4 separate regions of the Mus musculus genome follow, and regions 2, 3 and 4 are each linked to region 1. A link is a contact called in public promoter capture Hi-C data. All regions are on one chromosome and are shown on one strand. Each heading gives the region's core, a stretch centred on a gene start, on an enhancer-like site or on the middle of the called end of the contact. The rest is flanking DNA. Distances are from core to core; before and after follow the strand shown.

Region 1 (6,036 bases), core at 2,109-4,608:
TGCCTTTGAGGGAACATCTGCTTTCTATATGGTGCGCAAACTCTAGATCTTTCTGTTCTCCCCAGGGTGGATAGGCATGTCCATCCTTCATGTCCTTCCTCTACAGTTCCCTTCGCAGCCACGAATGCCATAGCACAGAACCTTCTACTACTTCAACTCCTAATTCAAGCTTTCCAAAGTGTGACTGCCAATCAACAGGATCCCTCTGTCACATTCTCCAAAACTACTGCCTGAGATTATTGCTTCTCCTTACAAGCTAATAGACGGCCTCACCATCAACTGCACAATATCCATATTCTCTCCCTGTTAACGAGCCTCAGAAAGCAGCCTCATCCTTTATTATATTATTATTATTATTATTATTATTATTATTATTATTATTTAGCACATTGTTCGTGCAAGCTGGATCTCATTGTCTCACAGAACCTCCGGGTCTCTCTGTTCGGTGACACACCCTGCCTCCCAGTTTCCTTCTCTATCTATCTTCTTTATCTGTCTGCCAAAACATGTGGGTCAGGGCCCACTCTTCTATAACACTCTGTCTCAAACACCCCCCCAAAAAAACTAACATTCTCAACACACTATGGTTTTAATATTCCTCACATTTTTTACTTCAATATTTTCTGACTTACAATGTTCCTTAAGGATTTCTTTTTTTTTTCATCTCCCTCATTTAGATTGCTGGGAACTTTTAGTCAGCATTCTTGCACATGAGACACACACACACACACACACACACCTCTTAGTATTCTTATTCGCCAGAATCTTGAACATTAATGTCCAAAGGAAAACACACCTATGTGTTATGCTAACTGGCAAATGTATAGTTAGCACAAACTTTAAAAAGGAAGAAAGGGGTTAAATCGATGAGGCCTGTTCCTTGCTTTTCTGATGTGGCATTTAATCTCTATAGGGCTCAGTGTGTCTCCTCCTGTTGGTACCTGCCCCCTAGTGGAAGGCAAGGAAAATGAGTCAAAATTCTTTTAGGGAAGAAAACAGTAGAGGATTGTTGGTTCCTTTTTCTTGTTAGCAACTCATATTGGCAAAACCAGCAACTTCAATAAAAGGTGGGGTGATCTCAATCAGGACATGAAACTATAATTTGAACATAAGAACTTTGAAGACAATGGGACAAAATAAGGAGAAAGAAAAGCCACAGTCTGTGAACATGGAGGTCGTTCAGCCACGCACAAGATTAGATTCTTGTTAACTTCCCCTCGGGTGCTTTATTAAATAAACACCACAGGGTTTGAAGTTTAAAGTAAAATTTAAAAGTAAATAGGCAAAACAAGAGCATTCTATCTATCACTCACCCTGATGCCCTGCCCTCTCTCCTGTGCGAATGGATCTTACACAGAGGGAGCTACTCCTGTCGGCAGCAGCACTAAGCGAAGCCATAAAGTCTCAGCCCTGGCTGGCTTTCAACTCACAATCCTAAGTCATTCTTGGTGAACTTGTCATGTCAAAGCATGTGTATAAAGAAGTAATTTACTGATTGGCATTCTAAACGTTTGATGATTTTCTGATGCCAGCTTGGATTTCAGAGACTTGGAGAACGTAGTGTCTCCAATGCACGCCTTTAATCCCAGCACTTGGAAGGCAGAGGCAGGTGGGTTTCTGAGTTCAAGGCCAGCCTGGTCTACAAAGTGAGTTCCAGGACAGCCAGGGCTATACAGAGAACCCCTATCTGGGGGAGGGGGGGTGGGGGGGGGAGGACCTTTCAGCTTTCAAAATTCAAACTCTGCTATGTTTCCATTTTGTTGCTTTTTTGTCTGATCTACTAATACACAACCTGACACAACCTGACTGGGCTTTCCCTGTCAAATTGATCCTGCACAGACTTTAAAGGCTTTCTAGAGAAGCCCAACTACTGAAAGACTCAGGACACTCCCCCCCCCTTCAAATTATAAACAAATAATTAGCTTAGCGTTTTCAGCTGTGCTACAATGGGTGCCTCTCAGTGAAAAGCAATCCGGGTAAACTGCACACTCCAATGTTTTGTGGTGCTTATGGAAATAAGTACTGCGGACAAAGCACTTCACCGCCCTAAGCTTAGGTTCTAGCTATGTGAAACGGAGCTTTCTTCCATCCTGACCTCAATGGCTTGCTATGCACATCAAAAAGAACAGATAACTGAAAATTCTCAGCAGAAGGGTGCAGTGGTGGATCATAGTTATCTTACGTGTGCTCACCAGTAAGACTATCATGTGATGTTCTCTTTCTGGAAGATAGACCAAAATGTGATTTTTAAAGGAATTCTGGTGAAAGGAAAGAAATACCGTGTCTCCTTTAAATTGTTAAACTATACATTTCAGAGCTAAGTCTGTTGTTCCCTCGTAGCTACTGCAGCTACTAAAAGTGAAACATGAAAAAGCCTCCTACACGAACTCCCACCACCCTTCTACAGTGAAATCAGGACACCCGCACGGTAGCCCCAAATTCTATTGAACTCCTACAAAACTGCAGACATTGAGGCGTGCACCTCCTGATTCAGAAAGTGACTCCTGTAGCCCACATATCTTCAAGATAAAGGCAAATATACATCACAGATACACCAGTGTAACTGTATGTGTAAAGCCTGCAGTCACGAAAAGTGTCAGGAAAAAAAAAAAAAGATACGTTCCCAACTTACACTGTTGGCGAGGGAGACCAGAGATGATAGCTGGTTGTTGGTTTGGTTTTTGGTTTTTGGTTTTCCCCAAGAAGAAGATACAGAGACCCCCATGTCATTTTGATTGCTATGAATATGTGTTTAATTTATCCTGACCTGTCCTGAAGGGGGAGGGGAGATGAGGAAGCGACAGTGGAGGACATTATAGAACACAAAGCAAAAATAAATCAGACAAAGCAGAAAGTAGAGGTGACAAGGTAACCCATATCTGGAGCAACCCTTATCTCTACAACAGAAATTGGCTTGCGTTACCCAGCGAAAAGGGACAAGGCTTAAATGCTGCGCAGAACAGGTCTCTCCTCCCTTAGTCATTCTCCCCACCCACACCCCCCAAAAAATTTCAGACTCACCAGCCACAAAGACCCCCCATATTAAGAGCACTGCTAGGGCAGAAGTTCTCCAAAAGCAAAACATTTCGGTTTTCTGGTTTTCCGCCGCTCACTCGGTACTTTTTCTCCTCAGAGGTAAGGGAGCAGCAGTGACCATAACCCGGATCCCTCTTCTCTCGGGTTGGCTTCTGCGTGGTAGCGCACCTCTTAACCCATCCGCAGGGAGCAGCCCCGTCCTGCCTGCCAACTCCTTCCACTCGCGTGCTTTAGTCTGGCTTGGAAGAGAAGAAACTTCTCTGGGACTTGACACAGCAATGGATTTCCTGTGCAGAACCGTGAAGCAAAGACAGAGGAAGCTGACTGAGTGGGTTACTTTCAGCCCATTGGCTCTTTCTCTTCTCCTGCTGCTCACAGATAAACTGTACAGTAAGGCTCTGAACATGCCCAAGACAGATGGATGTGTCTAAACCTCCATTCAAAACTGAAGAGGGTTATCGATCGATTTTCGCCGCGTGCTTGTAAATTTCCTAACCACAATGAATTTCTGGAAAGTTCTCCAATATAATAATAATAATAATAATAATAATAATAATAATAATAATAATAGTGTGTATACCCTTCCTCAGTCTTTAATGCAGAATAAATATTTCTACTTGAAAATGCCATGGTGAGATTACTATCTAGTCTGGAACCCCACACATAATGCTGGGAGCATCAAATGCGTTTTTCTATTATTTTCTATTATTTCTATTATTACCCTAACAATCCCAAAATGAGAGGCTTAAACACAGCACTAATGCACTGCCCGGGAGTCAAAAGTCTGAACGTCATGATATGGGATTAAAATCAAGGCGTAGCCAGGCCTTTGCTTCTTCTGGAGACACGACCTTTTCCAGCACCCAGATGTCTCTGCGCTCTAGCCTGCGGCCATCGGACATCATTCTAACCTGTGTTCCATTGCCATAGCTGATCGCCTGATGATGACCCTTCTGCCTTCCTCTTACAAGGTCCTTTGCGATTAATTTGTCCAATGAGCATTGTCTGTTCATCCGAAGATCCTTAATTTAATTACATTCACATAGTCCCTTTTGCCACATCAGTGAACGTTCAGTCGCAGACCTCTGTGGGAGGCTCAGTACTGAATTTCCATTCTCTTTGACTTTCGAGGAGTTAGGTTGTTGTAGTCACAGATAACCGCCTTTGAGTTGTCATAGATCTGAGAGTCTAACTTCCCAGAAAAATTCTGTGTAATGTTACTAGTTAGTATAAACTTAGATTACAGTTGAGAAGAAGGAAAAAAAAAAAAAAAACCAAAAAACCTCTGTGGTAAGAATTTCCTACCCCTGAGCAAAATGCTCCAGGAAGAGGAAGAAAACATTGTCAACAGGAAAAAAAGATAAAACAGCACGAATTTTCAAAGTTAGCAATTCCCTCTTCCCTCTTGCCAAACATTAAACTCTATATATTACCCTCCTCCACCTCTCAAGCTTTCTCAGTGCACCATTCTGATTCAAAGGAACAAGGAGATAAGATCCTTAAGAGAAAGAAAGACTTGAAGACATGTCATTTAAATTTAAATACTGTTTTTCCATCACAAGAAGCTGTTGACACTGTAGGTTCTGAGGACAATCTGAGCAGTGCTTAATTCTCTGCCAAGCAACCTCAATGATACTGGTTCATTTTCTTAGCTGTGTCTGTATTTCTTTTCTATTTGATATTATAATGGCATGAGCTTTTGTCCATGTCATCAAAAAGTTTTGATGATCAGGGGAGCGAAATGGCTTAGTAGGTAAAGGTGTTTGCCACACAAGCCTGTAGACCTGATTGCAGTCCCCAGCAACTACATCAAAGTAGAGTGAGATAACATAGCCAGCCTTCACATTTGTACGATGGCATGTACATGTACACACACAAACATACACACACACACACACACAGCAGAGAGAGAACAAATTCTTTAATTTTGTTTTTCTTTTTTTTTTTATTCTTCTCTTCATTATTTATTTTTGAGATGGGATGGACTCAAACTTTCTGTGTATCCACGGATAACTGGGAACTCCTGGTTCTCCTGTCTTCACCTCCCCAATGCTGAGATTATACTGTGCCATGTGCTACCACAGTTAGTTTATGTGGTCCTGGGGATGAACCCATGGTTTCATGCATACTAGGCAAGACACTATAAATTGAGCCACATTCACAGCCTCGAAATTGTTTTAATTACTTTTGTTTTAAGTTACTTTCATTTGTTTTAATGATATAAAACAAACAATGATAAAAAACGAAAAAAACAAAAAAAAAATTGAAGCTAAGCTTCAGAGACCTTCTAAGTGTCCAATCAAAGGATTTCATGCTTGCCAATGGCCTGGCTGAGTTCTTCAGGTTCAGCTCCCATCCCCTCACAGCCCTGCCCCTCACAGCCCCACCCACCCCTTCAAGCAGTGATCTTTCAGACTCTCTCCTTGTGTGCTCATCTGAGAACAAATCACAGTCTTTAACCAGCTGTGTAAGAGTTGACTCAGTAACTTCCACACCATGGAGTTCATAAAGTAGGCTCACCAAGAGTCTACTTTGTCTCTCTACTTCTTCACACCTTCTGCCCTCAAGTCCCACAACCCAACTTTCCCAAGCCCCACCTTCTCTTCTTAAGGAGAACAGGTATTTACATTAAGGCCCCAGAAGCTTACTACCACTTCAGTTCTCTCTGAAGATGTACAACGAACATGACCACTATAAGAGAGGCACGTGTGCATCTTGTAAACGCTTCTCTCTGAAAAATCTCAAGGTCCTAGTTTCTCCCTGTGTCTACTTTTTGGTACCCGATCCCAGAAACCAGGACAGAAGAATGAAGAGAGATCAAGAGAGAGAAATTGCTCAAGCAGAAACACAAACCCTCCATCTTTCTCTCACTGTTATCTATTAAGAATAGAGGAATTTGTGGGCAAAAGAAAATAAAATCCAGAATGGGGTGGTGTAGATTTGAAAACATGAAACAGAATGGAATAGTGTAGATCAAGGCCAATAGTGTGGTTGCCAAAA
Region 2 (6,036 bases), core at 899-3,398, 890 kb before region 1:
AAATTAATATATATTCCATAAAAGTCCCCAAGGATATAATGATATTAATTCAAAAATATCAAAATGTTACTGACTCATGGATGGAAGAAAACTAAAGTAATGGCACAAACCAAGTCTCTAAAATAAAGTGAGAACTTAGAGAGATAGGTGTTCTTCCTCTGTGTTCCAATGCAAGAAGAGACATTTACAAGGATTGAGACAAACATGGCACATAGTAAGATATCTCTGGGAAGCCATACCTGACTGTCAGCATTATCACAAAACTCAATGCACAAAACAAAGGCACCTCATAAATGGAAATTTAGCAAAACTCAGTAACTGGCAGAGGAGGTAGCAAATGTGTTGGTTTCCAATGCAATTTGATCTGTCGGCATCAAGATGGATCATGGGTGCACAGCATCATGTTGCCTACAAAGAAACTGACCCACCCCACACAAAACTCAGGGTTTCCAATCTTCACTAAGCGACAGAAAGCAGAATGGTAAGAGGTGGACTGAGGCATACCTCTGAGCTCTTGGTCACACAGGTGGCCAGCAGTGAAAGGCCAGATGCATTTTGGGTGAGTGTTCTGAAAGTCAAACTTTTCAGGTATGCTATCTCCTGGCTTCTGGTTGTTTTTGTAAAATTTAAAGGGCCAAGATTTCAATTTGTTCTCAAAGCCTCGTAATGCATGGTTTGAATAGCTGTAAGTCTATAGTACTTGCTCAGCCCATCCCAGTTCTTGATTTATCTTAATTTAGAGAGTGTCTCACTCCATATTAGAACCGTATTTTTCCTGTCAGAGGGCAGAGTTAACCGTAGCACCAAACAAGTAAAATGGGATGAAAAAGAATTTCAAAGGAGAAATAGTAACACTATATTAAACAGGACTCAGAGCACTGCACAGAACTGTAGAGAAAGTAGAATTGAAAGGACAGAGAACAGGAAATGTTATTTTCCAAATTAGTAAAAGTGATTGGCAAATTATGACTACCCTGTGATAATGAGTATTTCCAGTTCATAGTACTTAGTTCAATTTTCTAAAAACACTTTCTTTGGGATTAAGGATAAACATCACAATAACAGCATCTCTCTGGTGACTGGTGATAAAACCCAGGGGTAGGGCCATATACCTGGGCTGAGCCCCTAGCACTGCAAAGAAAAGAGATATTTCCAAATATTTCTGGAATCCTCAAACTGGTCTTAATAACTATCTATGTGAGAGGAAGGAAATGGGGAGAGGATGGTGGTTCTGAAAAGAAGGTTTAGCTAGAGGCAAGATCTTTGGACCAATACCCAATACACACTTTGCTTTGCAAACGTAATTCCCGGCTCACTAAGCCAGTTCTGAGCTGTGCATGGGGTGTGGAAGGCATTGTATGCTTCCTGACACATGGGCCTTTTCTTCAGGTGCGGTGTTCATGACCCCTCCTCTCAAAGATAAACAATAATCAGTAAATCAGTAATGTTTATGAATTTTTGCTTCTGCGAGTCACTGTCTTCTGTGCTGAGAAACACAAGCGTATGAAGAACTCACACAGTGCCGATTGCCCTTACTAGTCTAAGGGATACTGATACTGCCCCTGTGCCTGAATCAGGAGGGGCGTGGCTGCTCCTTTCAATGGAGAGCAAAGCCATAGAGGTAGAGGTAGTGTATGAAAATTACTTCGGGGCTGTGTATTATTCATCTTCGTGTGTTCGGAATCAAGCATGCTGCCTGGCACACGGAAGATGATTCATAGCTGTTTGTTGATTTGGTAGATGAGCCCTCGCTAGACAGTGAGTACTGGAGTAAGTTTCAGCATCACACTGGTCCAGGTAGAAGGCTGGAAAGTTTCCGGAACCGCACCCTCCCCCGTCCCCCAACACCCTCCCCACCCAACCCTGCCTATCCCTTCCTTGCCACAGTCCAGCTTGCAATCAGGCCCTGTGAGCTTCTGCGGTCTGCATCCACACGGAAAGGCATTGCAGCTAGCACCCTGAACAAACCTGAAAAACAGCCGGTCCCACTTGCATCTACCTTTCCTGAGCAAGGTCAGCTAACCAAAGCCGGAGTGCTTCCACTCTCTCTGGCTTCGCCCCTCCCCTCCAGGTCCGCCACCGCAGGCCTATCTGGCGCCGCCCGAGGTCTACCTGCCGCGCCTGGTGGGTGGAGTGTGAGCTGAGTAGTCTCCCTGTGCTGGACTCTGCACCCTTAGGTGCTAGAGTCTTGCCTCTCAGCGGAGCCTCCGTCTTCGGCGCTGCCATGGAAGAAGGGTCCAGATCCCAATCGCCCCGGGAAGAGCTGGAGCTCTCGATGCTGGACGGGCCTCAGGAAGAGCTGACACCTCTCAACAATGACCTTCGGATCCAGCCTAACTCCGCTGAGGACCCTAGCCCAGCCCAGGTAAGGACTTAGGGTTCTGGCGTGACAGCAGGGAAGGGGCCTGGCACCACTTAAAGGCTCCAAAGCGTCCTTCCAGCGCCCAGGACACGCAAAGAAGGGGAGGTTAAAGAAAGCAAGAACTTTTGGAATTTCTTAGATCAGACCCCTCCATTATGAGACTCGGACCTCGCCTAGAGACTTCAGGAATCCTGTAGAGGGGCGTGGCTGCTCCTTTCAATGGAGAGCAAAGCCTTAGAGGTAGAGGTGCTGTTTGAAAATTATGTAACTTTTAACTTGTTTTTCTTTCCCAAATAAAAATAGAGTGATGGATTGAATCATATTGTCTCTCTCCCCGTTCGCTTCTCCGCTTTCTCTCTCTCCCCTTTCTCCCTTCCAGCACCCCACCACCACCTCTAGGGGCGTGCAATCCACTGTCTCCTACCTTTAACCAGCCCTATGTCCTCCGCGCCCTCCCCCCACCTTCAAACACATTTTGTTATCTCCCACTTTGGCCACTGCTTCCTCCAGAAGAAAAGCAGGCAAAGAACACGAGGAGGAAAGAGCTGCTGCGTCCAGACTGAGGGTTGTGAACTGTTGTGAACTTGCCAGCTTAGTACAAGGGAAATACTTTCTAAGTTCTACCTAAGAACTAGCCTCACTGTCTTTTCATCTCTGAGGAAGTCCTTAAGGGTGTGTAGGTTGAACCCTTCTCTGATATCATAACATTACTCACAGATCAAATACTTGTAAAACATCAGAGAGTTTGAATGCTGAGCCACCTGTCTTCTCATCAACTCCAAAGGTTTACTTGAGTTTTACTGGGCACACTCAATTTTCTGGACGCATTGTTTTAGCCTGGTTTTTCTCACCCCACTCCACCCCCATCCCTCTTGGGCTCAAGTTCTGACTTTAGTAGAATTCAAAGCTCGAAAACATTACTCTTGGTCCACTGTGATTCCTGAAAACACTGTGTGGCAATGCCTTATTTTATGAGTACCCTGGAGTCTAAGTTGGCACCTTCTGTTTGTATGAAATAAGACCACAGATGAGTGAAAATCGGAAGGTAATGCCTGAAGGCCAGTGCAAGAAGCCATAATCAGGAACTTTCTGTATGATTCTCCAGGGCAGAGCCTGGGCAGGAGAATTAGAAATACTTACCTCAAGTTAGTCAGGCCCAGTACATCCCCAAAGATTGAGACATTCTCCAGGGGGGAAAAAGTGTTTGAGCCCAGAGACGCTGTGAAACAATCTTAATGTCATATGCTCCATTTATGTGAAACAATGTTAATACCATATGCTCCGTTTAGGCCCTGAGAGCCCTAGAGAACAGTTGAGAACACGCCAAATCCATACCAGGTATCAGAATCTTACATTTGCGTAGCACCTGCTTTGTAAAGAATAGGCTTCAGTGTCCTAGTGACTTCCTTGTTAGTCAGACGTATGTAGATGTGCCAGACTTCCTTGTAATTTGGCGTTGTAGGTGTCTAAATAGGAAAATTTCAATAACTGATAGAATGGGGTGAGGGTAGAGAACCTGAAGAGCGTTCTAGAAATACTGGAATGGTAGCACTTTACTGAGAAGAGAGAGGACAAAACCTCAAACCCTTCCCTAGCATGTTCATCAGTCTCTGACTCTAGAGAATAGGTTGAAATGTGTTTCAACATGAATGGTCAGTTAGTGACGTTCATTCAGTAAGGACTGGTTAGCACAAGCACATGGTCTATATACTTAAAATTTTTGTGTCCCCATCTTAAGTTGTGTGATAATAGTTCTGACTTTTGTTCTTATTTAAGTCCATACACTTTCCAAAGCATATGTTTTGTACCTATTGCTGCTATGTGCAACTGTGTAACACATCAATGCAGCTAATTATTAAGGGTAGAAGGAGCTGCCCTAGTTAGCATGAACTGTCAACTTGAGACAGCAAAAAATCACCTGACAAGAGTCTCAGTTGAGTAACTGTATCAGGTTGATCTGTGGGTATGTTTGTAAGGGATTGTCTTGATTATCTATTGATAAGGGAGGATCCAGGCTACTGTTGGGGATATCATTCCTGGACGGGTAGTCCTGGGCTATAAGAAAACTGGTTCAGCATGAGCCAGTGTGAAAGCTAGCTAACAGCATTCCGTCATAAATTCTGCTTCAGATTCCTCCTTGAGGTCCTGCCCTGACTTCCCTCAAGGAAGGCCTCTGACCTAGAAGTGTAAGCCAAATAAGGAAGCCCTTCCTTCCTTCTTCCCCCACCCCTCCAAGTTAGTTTTGTTCAGAGTGTTAGGTCATAGGGACACAGATAAAAGTGGAAGAGGAGGGTGCTAGTTTTCTGGTTTGACAGATGAAATAGCTGACTGAAGAAGCTGAAGCTCCAGAGATACAGCCCAGCAGCTCAGGGTCACTCAGTGGGGCCTTCTAAAGTTCAGACTCAATGACTTTCAATGTCTCAGGTCTACATTGTTCATCAGTTTTAAGAAAACATTACTTTGATTTCCTCCTCCTCTCTCTCTCTCTCTCTCTCTCTCTCTCTCTCTCTCTCTCTCTCTCTGTGTGTGTGTGTGTGTGTGTGTGTGTGTGTGTGTGTGTGGTGTGCGCATGGGCCATGATGTACATCCTGAGGTATCAGGAGATGACCTGCTGGAGTTAGGTTTATTTTTCTACTGTGTGTATCCCAGGGATCAAACTCAGGGTGTCAGGTTTGGCTGTGAGGCCTTTATCTGCTAAGCCATTTTGCTGGCCCCACCTGATTAATTTTCTCCTGTATAGGTGAATATATTTGACGCGATTTATAGATTTATATAATTTTATTTATAGTTGCCTCAATTACAAATTATGTATTACAAATAAATATATTCCATTAGGTAATTTAAATGATGTATGGGGGTAAGTTGCAGATGGATGGGTGAACAGACAATGGGAGGGAAAGGTACTGAGATCATAAGCATCCCATCAACTTAGGCAGCTTCCTGCTTGGAAAAGTTGGGCAAGGAGAGTATATGAAGAATTTGTCTCTCTTTCTTAATCTGGATTGGAATGTAGAGGGAAAGGAATGTAAGCCATTGAACACCACCTTGTCTATTGTTACTACAGCTTAATACCCTTGGGCAAAACATTGCAAAAGAAATTGTAGGTAATAGGGTGAGACTGAATTTCTTTAAAGGCTCATTACAGGGCCCCTACTCAGCATCCCAGAGATATCTTATGTGATGACATCATCATTGTATTGGTTAATAATAAATCAGTAAATTGACTGCTCATTGGGAACCAAGGTTTATCTGAGCTACCAAATTGACCCTCTTTTTATGCATTATTCAATGTAGTACAAGATTCAACTGGCTTTTCTGGGTTTAGATGAAATGTGTAGATCAAGTGTAGATCAAGTGATATGAAGGTGCAGGATTTCTTGTGCACAGACTTCCTGCTTATTCCTAGATGATTTATTATTATTATTATTATTATTATTATTATAAGCTCTCCTAATTGAGCCAAGAAGAAGACAGGCTTTTTGGGCCTGAGATAGGTATTCTGCCATTGTATACACATCCTGTATTAGTGTCACATATTTAGTCACTTACCTGGGGAGCTGGTAGATCTCGTGTAGTGTTCAGAGAAAAATCCTGAAAATTCCAGGGCCACCCAATGCCGTCACAGAATGTAAGGTGGCGTGTGCAAGCACCTATGGCAGGTGCCTTGTGGAAGA
Region 3 (6,036 bases), core at 1,787-4,286, 840 kb before region 1:
TACACAAGCAGCTCTCCAGAAGCCTTTCAACCTCTTGACATGGGAGAGTGCATTTAACTCAGAAATAGAAACTCAAGGCTTAACATGACAAAGCTAAGGCAGAGATTTGAGCACAAAGGTATATTATTCCACAAACAAAGAAGCAACAGGATTTCAGATCTTTATTTCAGGTTGTACCAGGGACTTACACATCTGATTTCCTGTTGCCAAGGAGACACAGGCTCTTAGAATTGCAGCATGTCTCCTGTTCAGTGTAAGGCAGTCTTGTTGTCTATCTGTCCTTCACACACTCACCACCATAATGGATGGCCTCAGCTGTGGGGGATGTGTAGCCTCCACCCTGATAAATCCTTCTTCCTGGGTAGCTGGGTAGCATATACTCTCACCTGCATGTTCTTCCCTTGGCACTGAGTCTCAGATTCCAAGGTGTTTCCTGCATGTCCAGCTGCCATCTAAGATTTAAATATCAGAAATGGACCAAGTGTTTCCTTCCATAATCCGCACTGAAGTTCTATGTTTCTCTCAACTTTTTTTGTTTCTTTTGTTTATGTGCAATCCTGAACCATCTAAGCATTTCCCTCATTGCCCTGTCATCTATGAATGGCCCCTTCTGAAGCTCGGAGCACTGCCGGTGGTTTCAGATCTAACATCTTTATCACTACAAGAAACAGTCCATCTGTGATGCTAAAAACATTCCTGAGAATCCTCATCAGCCTGAAAATACCACCTCACCTTTTATTCACTGAGTTTCCAGGGCCTGCACCCAAGTAATAGGCTTCAATGAGTTAGCACCTTTCTCAGAAATTCAAAGAACAAGGGATATATAGAAAGGGAAGGAAAGAATAAAATAGAGACAATAAAGTCATTCACTGGATTGGATTTCTGTTTAAACTCTTTTTTTCCCAATTTGCTGGAAATTGAGAATATGAAGAAGTAAAATTGGTGAGTACTTCTTTGTATGCACCAGTCTTTTTATGCGCTGCATTCCATTTAGTTTCAGAACAAGGCCATCAGTTGATGCTATTGTCCTGTTATTTATTAAAAAGGAATCTGGGGACAGAATTTAGGCAACTTGTTTGAGGTTCTACAACCAAGAAGGGGGAAAAGCTGGGTTTCCTTTTGGGAAAATGCTTTTCTCTAAGACCTTGGGCTCTTCCTGTTAGGAAGAGATATTTTCTGTCCTCTGATCTACAGAGACATAGAAAGGAATGTGCCCACGGGGATAAAAGAAGAAAGATGGACAACAGGTGCCAGCATAGGAAGAGGGATGCTGGAATAACTGGGCAATTATTTAGGGATACAAAATAATATCTGAACCATGCATTGATGTATAAGACTAAATGTAAATTAATAAATCACACACTAAAACAATGAGTGTGTGAATTGGTAAGGAAGGACTACCAGGAATGAGCACAGGGAAAGAAACCTAAGGGATTTCCTGAAAGAATTGGATCATCTTTAAAATGTAATGAACACAGATAATAAAAATCAAACCACAGACTAGAAAACAATATTAATTTCTGCAATATTTATGAAAAGAAACCATTAAAAATACAAATAGCTTTTAACTTCAGAAACGTAATACACTAAACCTCAAAGAAAAATTAATTGAAGGCATACTGGCTCTTAGTAGAAAAGGAAATACAAGTGACTATCAGATATAGGAGCTAAAATAAAGACTGTGGGTATAAAGCTGTAACTCTAAGTGTGGTTAGCAGCTCATCTCATCTTCTTCTGCTTGTATTTCTATACACTTCACCTTCTCATAGTAAATATACTTTGGTGCTACACCACTTAACCCCACAGCAAAGTTCTGAAACACGAAAGTGCAGGTATGTCATCTATCACTGCTTCTTCATCTATACCATATCTTCATTTTGCTTTCTCTCTCCTCAGGAATGCTTCCAGTCATCAGTCTAGCACTGAGTACCTGCTGTGTGCCAGAAACAAAGGCAAGAACCAGGCATTCACAAAGCAGTGAGCAGAAATTAAGAAGCAATTGTGCTTTACAGGATGTCACAGGGAGCTATAAGGGCAGCCATTCATAATCTTACTAAGGCTACTAGAAGCAGGAGGAGGCTTGGGAGAGTCCAGGGCAAATACTGGCTCTCTGGAAAAGACGTGAATACTGCCAAGCCTCCTTTGGGTAAGTAGCATTTGTGTAAGACGTCATTTTTCTATGTTCCCCTTTATATGTTATATAAGACCAAGGCAGCAAGGAAGACCCCCTGCCAGACCTCTATAGATCACCTAACTTTATACCATAGAAATTCTCTTATTTTGTGTGATCATATTTTCTTTTACATGTGTTCTCTTTGATTGAATGAAAAATTTGCTCTGAAAATTGAGAAGAGTCCCCCATCACTGAGACCTTCTCTGTCAGGGACCATGGTGCCACCATCTACACTTGGAACCTCCGGGTAGGATTATAAATTTTTTTTCCATTTAAAATGAGGAGACCAAAGTCCAGGAAGATGAAGGCAAGTCTTCTCCCTAGTGACAAGACCTTTTCCTTAACCCGCCTATAAGTGTACTAACTGCCGTCTCAACATGGCAGGAAATGTGGTGTTTATTTTAAATTTATAAAGACTCCCCGAAAGGGTGGGCACATATAACTCATTCAGGAACATCCAGGGCCCAAGAAAGGATGCCTTTCCCCAGCCCCAGGACAGCTGTTTCATTTCTTAGATGGACAGGAGTCCTCCTTTAATAAGTTCTTTCTCTCATTTCACCTGTTCTTATGTTCTCATTGTCTCTGTGTGTGAAAACCTGTAAGGATAGTCACATGGTGTATGGCTCAGGAGGGACTGAATTCTTGTCACACCCCTTCCCTAGTCCATTCACCCTAAAAGCTGTCCTCTTTTTTTCTTTCACCTCTGGCTCAGGTCTCTGCTCGCAGGAGGGAGTGAGCTCACCTGGTTGTCCTCTGCAAACAGTTCCCCATGAGGCAGGCCCCTCAGCACCTTCCCTCTGGTAGTCTCCACTTCCTTCTCAGCCGGCTTGCACCTTGGTCTGGCACTGTGCTCTGTAACTGGCAGTTTCCGACTGACAGTAGCTTCAGAGCTGCTCTGGTCACCCGTGTAGAGTCAGAAAGAGGAGGTGCCTGCTGGATGGTGGAGGAAGAGGCTGAGGGGGAGATGAGAGGCACATTTGTGTGTCTTGAAAGACCAGGGCCTTGATGCACCAGACTATTAACCAAAGGAAAAAAAGGTTGGTTAGGGAGAGGGTTAGCCACTAGGGAGTCCCAGGCTTTTCCTAACGGAGGAACCATGGGAGATTTTCCATGGCAGACACCTGTATTTAGTAAGAAAGTCAAATGGGAGAGGATCATTGTTTAGAAGCAAACAAAACAAAAAAGTCTGAAATATCAAATACCCCCCCTCAAAAAAAAAAAAAAACTCCAAAAGGGAAAACAGAATCAAGCCACAGTCTAGCTGGGCATATATAAACTTTCAAAATGTACTCACGAGCACATATACTGGAGTAACTGTACAAACAAGGCAAGTTGAGAGGGACCATTGCTGAGTGAAGTGGCCACAGAGCCATAGAGAGGGGAATCATAGGGTAAAATGGTTTGATGTGGGAAATGGGAAAAATAGGAGCACTCTAATTACTGTGTGTGTGTGTGTGTGTGTGTGTGTGTGTGTGTGTGTGTGTGTGAAGGATGATAAATCCAGAAGGAAGAAGGTAAAATAACAGTAAGGATGGCTGAAAAAGTCATAAGGAGTCATACTACTAGCTCTCTACCTAAAAATACCTGTAGTTATGGAAGTCCGTGCATAAATATATTGGTTTAAATAAAAATTCCCCATCTTGTCTGACAATGCCTCCTCCAAAAGTCAAAATTCATCTAACCGAAACGGCAGCACCACCCTTTATAAATCATCTTTTGAGCTGTTGGTTAGGGCTATCAAAGACTCCCTAAACACAGAGCCTTATTGCTATTGCTCTTGGCTGCCCTCTAAAGGCAGAATTTGAGTCCATATTGCTGCAGATACCTTGCATTTCAGAGGCCCAGACTCCCAGGACCCAGAAATAACCTGAATATCTCCTGGACTGCTTGCCAGGAGCACCCCACTCCCTGCACAGACAGGTGGCAATGATATTAGGAAAGGATCTTGTTCTTTGTCTCCACCGTAGTGGCTGTGTGTCTGTGCCTTCTTTACTATGGTACTAAGGATGTGTAAACTGTATATAAGTTATACTGCTTAAATGAATCCTGGGACTGCAATCATCGTTTGAATGATGGTTGTTTCTTGTTTGGTTACTCATTTGTTCATCCCGTCAACAAGTGTGTGTTGAGAACCTACTGTGTGCCGAGGACCTTGGGCTCAACAGTGAGCAGAACAGAGGAGATATATTTCTTTATTTGACTTTCAGCAATACAGAAGTCATATCTAAGGCAAACAGCAGGATGGGGACTGTCTTAGTTATTGTTCTGTTGCTGTGAAAGACAATATGAACAAATCACCCCGTATGGAAGAAAGTAATTGTGGGCTTGCTTCCAGTTTCAGGGGATTCACTCTGGTGGAAAGCAGACAGGCGTGGCCTAGGAGCAGTCGCTGAGAACTTCACATCCTGATCTGCAGGCAGCAGAGAGAACAAGGACTTTGCCTTGTTTGGGATTTTTTTGAAAGCTTTAACCACCACCACCACCACCCTCCCCCACAACTGAAAAAAGGTCACACATACTTTAACAAGGCCACACCTCCTAATTCTCCCCAAATGTTTACACTGGCTGTTTACAACCAGAGTCAAAGCATTAGGGGCGGGGATTGAAAAATCAGTCTGCCTTGTCATTTTGGGTTATTGAATCCCAGTTTTCAAGTTTCAGTTTTACTACCGACCACTAGATGAAGACACTGAGCTGTGGAAGTCTCAGATACCAGGAAAGAAAATGTGTTGATTCTGCAAGAGGTGGAGCTGGGCATTCACTACATTGTTGGTGTGGTACAGACTTGGGGCTAAATAAACTGCTCCCACTGCACAGGTGAAAGTGTTACAAGTCCAAAAAGGAAATCTCTGAGCTCTTCTCTCTTTAGTCCCATCAGCATTTACTCCAGTACTTAAGACCTGTAAGAAATTACACTCCCTGAACTAGAAACAAAAACCTGGATATTTATACCAGTGAGATTTATGAGCTGAGATCTTTGCCCTTATCTACTCCTTGTTTGCTGTTGTGTGGGCAGTTAACCACCAGTGTAAAAACGATTCCCCTCTACTTTTATATAATAAGGTAACAAGATCTGAATAACCGTGCTTTACTGGATTTCTGACAGTCACAAACTCTAGAGCTTTTTTATATGTGAATTCTGTGGTTATCTTGCTACCAGTTCCTGCTTTTTGTAGGCGAGTAGGAATAAAAGAGCTCTACATGTTCTTTTCAGGTTGTTGTTGAGCTTCGGGTGTGGCAGAGATCTAGATCTCTGTGACAGGATCAATTCCTACGTTGGAGTTTTACATAGGATCTTTACAATCCAGACTATGCATCAAGCCGGACACTGACAATCATTGAAATTGGGCCTGTATACTTCTCTTTAGTAGCCTAGATTTCGAAAATAAGACCAAGACAACCTCAGCAGCCTAGCAAATGGCACATGATTAAACCAGCTCACAACTGTATAGTGAGTCCATCACATAGTGAAGATATCAAGCAATTTATCTGAATTCTCTAAGTTCCATTGCTTCCTCTTCAAAACGAGGCTAACCACCCCTTCCTCCATAAATACACTGATATCCTCATAAGCTGTTGGTAGAGAACGCGTCTCCCCTCTCCTGATGCTTGTTTCAGATTGAGGGGTAACTCTCCATTCATTGTCTTTGCATTCTTCAAACCCTGTCTCCTCCCAGAGGCCTGGAGGTTTCTGCTGGATAGTGCCACTGCTGCTGATTTGTGATGGTTTGTATATGCTTGGCAAAGGGAGTGGCACTATTTGGAGGTGTGGCCTTGTTGGAGTAGGTGTATCACTGTGGGTGTGGGCTTTAATACCTCCATCCTAGCTGCCTGGAAGTTAGTCTTTTAGCAGCCTTCAGATG
Region 4 (6,036 bases), core at 2,331-4,830, 590 kb after region 1:
GCTGGGATTAAAGACGTGCGCCACCATGGCCGGCTCAAAGAGAGTTTTTTAAACAACATGTAGTTTGAAAGTTCAATGAGAGCTTATCACAAAAACACGCTGAGGTATAGGAGCCACTTTTCCTAGATTAGCTACCACCCCTCATAAGACACTTCTCTTTAAAGCAAATGGAGACCATCACAAAAGCAAAACAACAAACAAACAAACAAACCAAAAAAACCCCACCACAACAGGACACAATGCAGAGATCAACCGATTATGGGGAGCCCAGCCCCAGCAGGTGCATCTCCACCACAGTTCCTGCATCTGTGGTCTGGAAACATCATGGAAGAGGGGTAGGAAGGATCATAAGAACCAGAATATCAGCAGATGGCAGTGAAATGGTCTCTCTTAGAAATGGCTGCAAAACCCAGATCAGAACAATGGTGATCTCAATGGACATGCTAATGTGGAAGGAAGAAAATCTCATCATGTTCCCATCCCTATACAAAAAAAATTACAGCAACTAATGATCATTGGGAGAATTAGCCTCATCTAGGATAACCCCTCCCCCAACCCCAAACTGATTGTCCAATTCAAAGTTGTCAAACTTGACCTGTCTCCGGTGAGGCTTTGCCAGTGCCTGGCAAATACAGAAGTGGATGCTCACAGTCAGCTATTGGATGGAACACAGGGCCCCCAATGGAGGAGCTAGAGAAAGTACCCAAAGAGCTGAAGGGATCTGCAACCCTATAGGTGAAACAACAATATGAACTAACCAGTACCCCCAGAACTCGTGTCTCTAGCTACATATGTAGCAGAAGGTGCCCTAGTTGGCCATCATTGGGAAGAGAGGCCCCTTGGTCTAGCAAACTTTATATGCCTCAGTACAGGGGAACGCCAGGGCCAGGAAGTGGTAGTAAGTGGGTAGGGGAGCAGGGCAGGGGAGGGGGTATAGGAGACATTTGGGATAGCATTTGAAATGTAAATGAAGACAATATCTAATAAAAAAAATCAAACTTGAAACTATATAAGAACCACCAACAAAAATAGACTCATCTGGGTGGTGGTGGCACACACCTTTAATCCCAGCACTTGGAAGGCAGAGGCAGATGGATCTTTGAGATCAAGGCTAGCCTGGTCTACCCATGGAATTCCAGGGCAGCCAAAGATACACAGAGAAACTCTGTCTCGAAAAACAAAACAAAACAAAACAAAACAAAATTTGTTGTTGGCTTGGTAAGATGGCTCACCAAGTACTTGCTGCCAAGCCTGCCAAGTTGAGTCCAATCCCACACAGCAGAAAACTGTCTCTCAAGTTGTCCTCTGACCCCGCATCTATATACTGCAAATGCAGACCCACCCCCCCTCTCAATAATGTAATTTTTAAAATCTAAAACTATTCTTGGTGTGAGGTATGAGGGCACACATCTGTAATTCCAGCACTTGGGAGATAAAAGCCTGAGGATCGCTACAAATTCAAAGTCAGCCTAGGAGCAACGAGAGATCCTTTATCACACACACACACACACACACACACACTCACGGTATATGTGCACTTACATACCAAAGATTTCATATTTAAGGGATCTGTCACTACAATTACTTGATATAGAGGAGAAACACCCAAGTTAGCAACAGCAGGGATCTAAATTGCATTATCTGAGTGGGGTCCAAAGGTTCACATGGAAGGTTGTGGGGCAAAAGTTGAATACACAACTTAAGGCTTGCCAAGGAAAACCCTGGAATACAAGCAGAACAGCCTGGACATTGTACCAAGCTTAAGGTAATTTTCAGCCCTGGCTGCTGAGCAGAATAGCCTGGAGAGTTTTAAGAGGTATACCACAGCCTGCCTCCCTCCAGATCAAAGGTAAAGTCTGGGAAGGTGACTGTAACAAACAATCCAGTTAAGAAACCATTGGGCTTGACCACAGGAAGGAACAGCGTGAGATAACATTAAGACCTGGCTTTACTGCCAGGGGTTCCAAGCTTGCTATCTGTGGAAGCTTCTCTTCTAGCTGGAGTTAAACAGTGCGTGCATGTGCATGTGCAAGTGTGTGTGCGCGCGCACATGTGTGTGTTTCATACAAAACTAGCTCACTGTAAAATCTTTTTTAAAAAAACTTCTGTGATGTTCTATAGACGACTAGGGTAGAAAATAACTATTCTAGGTGGCCCTTACCACACTGAATGGAAATGCTTTTGTATCAAAAGAGTTCTACATTTCATCAATGCACAGACTACTACAATCACCAAACTACTAAAGCTAATCTATACAAAAGTCATAATGTTTAGACTACTGCCCAACCTTTTGACATTGTGACACAAACTTGTCTTTACAAGGTTCACTCTCTGGAACCATACAATGAAATTAAGAAAGGAAAAAAAGAAACCCTCAAGGGATTGGATATGTTTTCAATTTTGGGTTGGACCACTTTTATGTTCATTCTGGGTCACAAGTGGCTGTTGGCCTTTGGCATGCTTCTTGATACAGCTTTCATTCACAACTCTTGGCTTCTCAATGAATCTTCCTCAGTTTGCAACAAATACGTTGTGTATTTCCCAAGCAAATGGAAACATAGTATCCATACAGCAAGTCAAGTGTTCTGAGGGAAAGGAAAAGGTCACCGAGGAAACTGTCGGCCCTGCAAAGAGCAGATCTGACTGGCCATGGGGAAAAGCTACTGCAGGGTCCACTTACTCATCAAAGTTTCCTTTAAGACTCTGCCACTGTTACCCATAAAGTCGGCCAGACCTATCATGTTTGTTAATTCACTCAACTTAGTGGTAAAATGTTATCTGAACATTAGTTGGTTTTGGCAGTTAGTTTTTTGTGGTCTCTTATCTACAGATGAGGTCAATAAAAGCAAAAAAGACCCCACAGAGAGAAGAGAACTCTATCCCCAAAATGCCCAACCTCAGCCAAGCGTCCAGAAACCTCATGCTTGTTCAGGAAATTTGAAATCGGACAAGAATGCCATTCGCATGGACCAGTGCTATTCAGAAGCAAAAAGATGGGCTTCTAAAAAGAAAACGTCAGCCTAACTCTCCGACACAGAGGTGAAAGTTACAAAAGCAAGCAGCGAGTTTGACGAGTGGATCAGAAGGAAAGTCAGAAGACAAGTAAAGAGATGGAAGGGATGGCAAAAGGTGAAGGAGGCTAGCAAAGGCCACCCGGTGGGGACCTGGCTGCCCAGCTCTTTATGCACCCAGGACAGCATGGGGCCTCTGTCCGCCGGCGCGCACCGGGAGCAGGGCGAGCTCCCTCAGGCCTGGCACCCAGGGTGCGAGCATGCCGGAGTGAAGAGAGCGATCGCCCCGGGATAGGTGGGGAGTTCTGGGGACCCCAGGAACGAGGGGCACTCAGCCTAGCCCTCACCTCCCGCGGCTAGGAGGGGGTGGGTGGAGCTGAGCCCGGGGCCGCCCCCCGGAGCCGCCCCCGCAGCCGCGGTCCCGGCTGTCAGCGCCCCCTCCCGCGGCCACTCACCCGCCGGTGACGCGCTCCGGGCCACGGCGGCGGCGACCCCCGCCTGGGTCATGGTCCCAGGAGCGGAAGGCAGCGGTGTCTGGCCGTCTAGGCGAGCCTCTGGGTCCGCGGCCGCCCCCTGCTTCTGCGGGGCTGGGGGAGCGCGGGCCCGGGCCCTCCTCTCCCCCCGCCCCCGCCGCCTCTCCTCGCGGCCACCGCCGCCGCAGCGAGCCCGAGCCCTCGAGGCCGGAGACCCGGCGGCAGCACGGCCTCAACTTTCCCAGCCCCCCTCCCCCCGCCCCTCCCGCCCCTCCCGCGGCCGCCGCTCGGCACGCGCACAGCCTAGCCTGGATGCGCCTCGCTCCCGCCCCGACCAACCGGCCGGCCAATCCGGTGCTGGGGAGGCTGCCACCGTGGCCAGTCAGAAGCCGGGATTCCGCTGCGCTAGGCTGGAGGGCGGGAGGAGAAGGAGGGAAAAGCTAGGAGGGAACAGGCCTCGGGCGGCCCAATGACCAAGGCCGGGGGGCGGAGGTGTGCAAGTTGGGTTGAAAGAACAGGAAATATTCTTAAAGGTAGAGTGACAGGCAGAAAGGAAAGCCAGTAGGTGGATGAGAAAGAGGTGGGCCTGGTTCCTTAAAGGGGACGCTTTGAGAAGCTAGGAAAAAAAAAAAAAAAAAGAGGTTTTTAAGAAACTTCCTCGCACCCTGTTCTGTATTATGCTTATGGCAGCTTTCAATGCAAGCGTAGAAATGAAAAAAACTGAAGAGGAGGAGAGTGGCAAAAGATAGACAAGTACCTTTAGCCTGGAGGGTTAGAAGGTGGTAAATGAAGGTGGAAAATCCAGTCCTATGTGACTTCCCTCAGTGCACTATCTTTGGATATTGGAGACTGCAGGAATTCGTATACGGTGGACTCTTGACGTCCTTTATTTGCACGAAGCCCGTTTTCAGAAAGGTTCTGCAGTCCCCTGCTAAGGAAGTGAGTGCGTGGCTTTGGGGGATGGGATTGGAACCTTAAATTTAGGCTACTAGACACCCTTATTTAGGACCGGAGACCTCAGCGTCCTCTAAAGTGCCTTTGGAGCTCTTGAACTATCCAGCTATCTTTTTCTAGTTTTGTTTCATTTCACAAGCCCGCCTCCCCGAGACAGGTGTCTGATTCTCCACCTAGTGGTGGTGAAAGATTTATGAGCTTTTCACAACCAGATATAGCCAATTGGACTGGAACGCAGGGCATAATAGAAATACTACTTGAACCTATGTACAGTAGAAACAGACCTTGCATTGAGAAAAAGGTTAACAGTAACCCCGTTTTATGTTTCCTCCGCACTTTGAAAATCTGTGATAAAATAGGCCCTTACTGTTACTTCAAATTTGGTGCTAATAGGCAGTTTGATTTCTTTTTCACTTCCTTGTCCCATCTGGGCCAGGCCAGTGAGTTTTTTTGTTGTTGTTGCTGTTTTTCGAGACAGGGTTCTCTGTGTAGCCCTGGCTGTCCTGGAACTCACTTTGTAGACCAGGCTGGCCTTGAACTCAGAAATCCGCCTGCCTCTGCTTCCCAAGTGCTGGGATTAAAGGCTTGCACCACCACCCACCGCCCAGCTTGCTAGTGAGTTTTAATTAACTTTTGAATACGTTTGTCATTCCCTAGTCCCTAGCAGCAGAGACCTTAGGATCAGATCTGTAATAGTAATACTAATAATACATCCATGAATCTATAATGTTAATATATGTCCAGCTACACGAAATCATTTCGATGTCAGTATAAATATAAGGTTTTATGGGTAACACATATCAAATCCGGGCTACACGTAACTTCCTGAACTATAATAAATTAATTCTAATTTAAAATAAAAAAAAAATTTGGCCAGGCAGTGGTGGCACATGCCTGTAATCCCAGCACTTGGAGGCAGAGGCAGGCAGATTTCTGAGTTCTAGGCCAGCCTGGTCTACAGAGTGAGTTCCAGGACAGCCAGGACCGCACAGAGAAACCCTGTCTCAAAAAAAACAAAAAACAAAAAAACAAAACAAAAAAAACCCCTATATATATATATATTGGAATTTTGTTGTTTGAGACAGAATCTCAGTGTGTAGACTAGGCTGGCTTTGAACTCATAGAGATCCAGCTGCCTCTGCATCCTGAGTATGAGTGATGGAATTCATAGTGTGCACACCAAATCCAGATGCAAAACAAAGTTTTGACAATTTAGAAAACAGAATTTAAAGGGTTTTGAATCATTATTAATATTTTTGACATGATTTCAAAATAGAAAAAAAGCCAGGTGGTAGGCCTTTAATCCCAGCACTCAGGAGACAAAGGCAAGCAGATCTCTGTGAGTTCCACTCTAGCCTGGTCTACTACATGAGTTCCAGGACAGCTAGGGGTACACAAAGGAACCGTGTCTTGAAAACAAATAATTATTCAAACAATCAAACAAACAAAACAAAAACTCAAGTATTTCTTGAGAAAGCTCAGAATATTAACTTTTACTCTTTTCTTTTTTTTCTGAGATAGAGTTTCTCTGTGTAGCCCTGGCTGTCCTGGAACTCACTCTGTAGACCAGGCTGGCCTCAAACTCAGAAATTCGCCTG

The links. Promoter capture Hi-C pulls out the DNA fragments that hold promoters and counts their contacts.
Region 2: a contact with region 1 is called in a promoter capture Hi-C map of hippocampal neurons, with 3 times the contacts expected there. The contact joins the promoter of BC016579 here to the promoter of Cd200r1 in region 1. A contact is called at or near these places in 7 of 39 promoter capture datasets (the C10 cell line, the HPC-7 cell line, cranial neural crest and 4 more) and 2 of 115 datasets of contacts at active chromatin or transcription factors (bone marrow-derived macrophages and large pre-B cells).
Region 3: a contact with region 1 is called in a promoter capture Hi-C map of embryonic stem cells, with 5 times the contacts expected there. The contact joins the promoter of Gcsam here to the promoter of Cd200r1 in region 1. A contact is called at or near these places in 14 of 39 promoter capture datasets (the 3T3-L1 cell line, 3T3-L1-derived adipocytes, the C10 cell line and 9 more), 4 of 484 Hi-C or Micro-C datasets (the N1E-115 cell line, embryonic fibroblasts, gonadal supporting cells and 1 more) and 2 of 9 other capture datasets (adipose tissue and macrophages).
Region 4: a promoter capture Hi-C map of liver shows a contact between it and region 1, with 3 times the contacts expected there. The contact joins the promoter of Usf3 here to the promoter of Cd200r1 in region 1. A contact is called at or near these places in 2 of 39 promoter capture datasets (cranial neural crest and liver).

What each region holds. Positions count from the first base shown.
Region 1 is chr16:44,763,058-44,769,093 of GRCm38.p6, reverse strand. It overlaps Cd200r1 (CD200 receptor 1), which reads right to left and starts at 3,358. Exons shown (of 7, transcript NM_021325.3): 1 at 3,022-3,358. The coding sequence starts at 3,085.
Region 2 is chr16:45,650,230-45,656,265 of GRCm38.p6, reverse strand. It overlaps BC016579 (cDNA sequence, BC016579), which reads left to right and starts at 2,148. Exons shown (of 6, transcript NM_145389.2): 1 at 2,148-2,365. The coding sequence starts at 2,225.
Region 3 is chr16:45,607,440-45,613,475 of GRCm38.p6, reverse strand. Gcsam (germinal center associated, signaling and motility) reads right to left here and starts at 3,036. Exons shown (of 5, transcript NM_008099.4): 1 at 2,916-3,036. The coding sequence starts at 2,944.
Region 4 is chr16:44,170,941-44,176,976 of GRCm38.p6, reverse strand. It overlaps Usf3 (upstream transcription factor family member 3), which reads right to left and starts at 3,580. Exons shown (of 8, transcript NM_001029889.2): 1 at 3,467-3,580.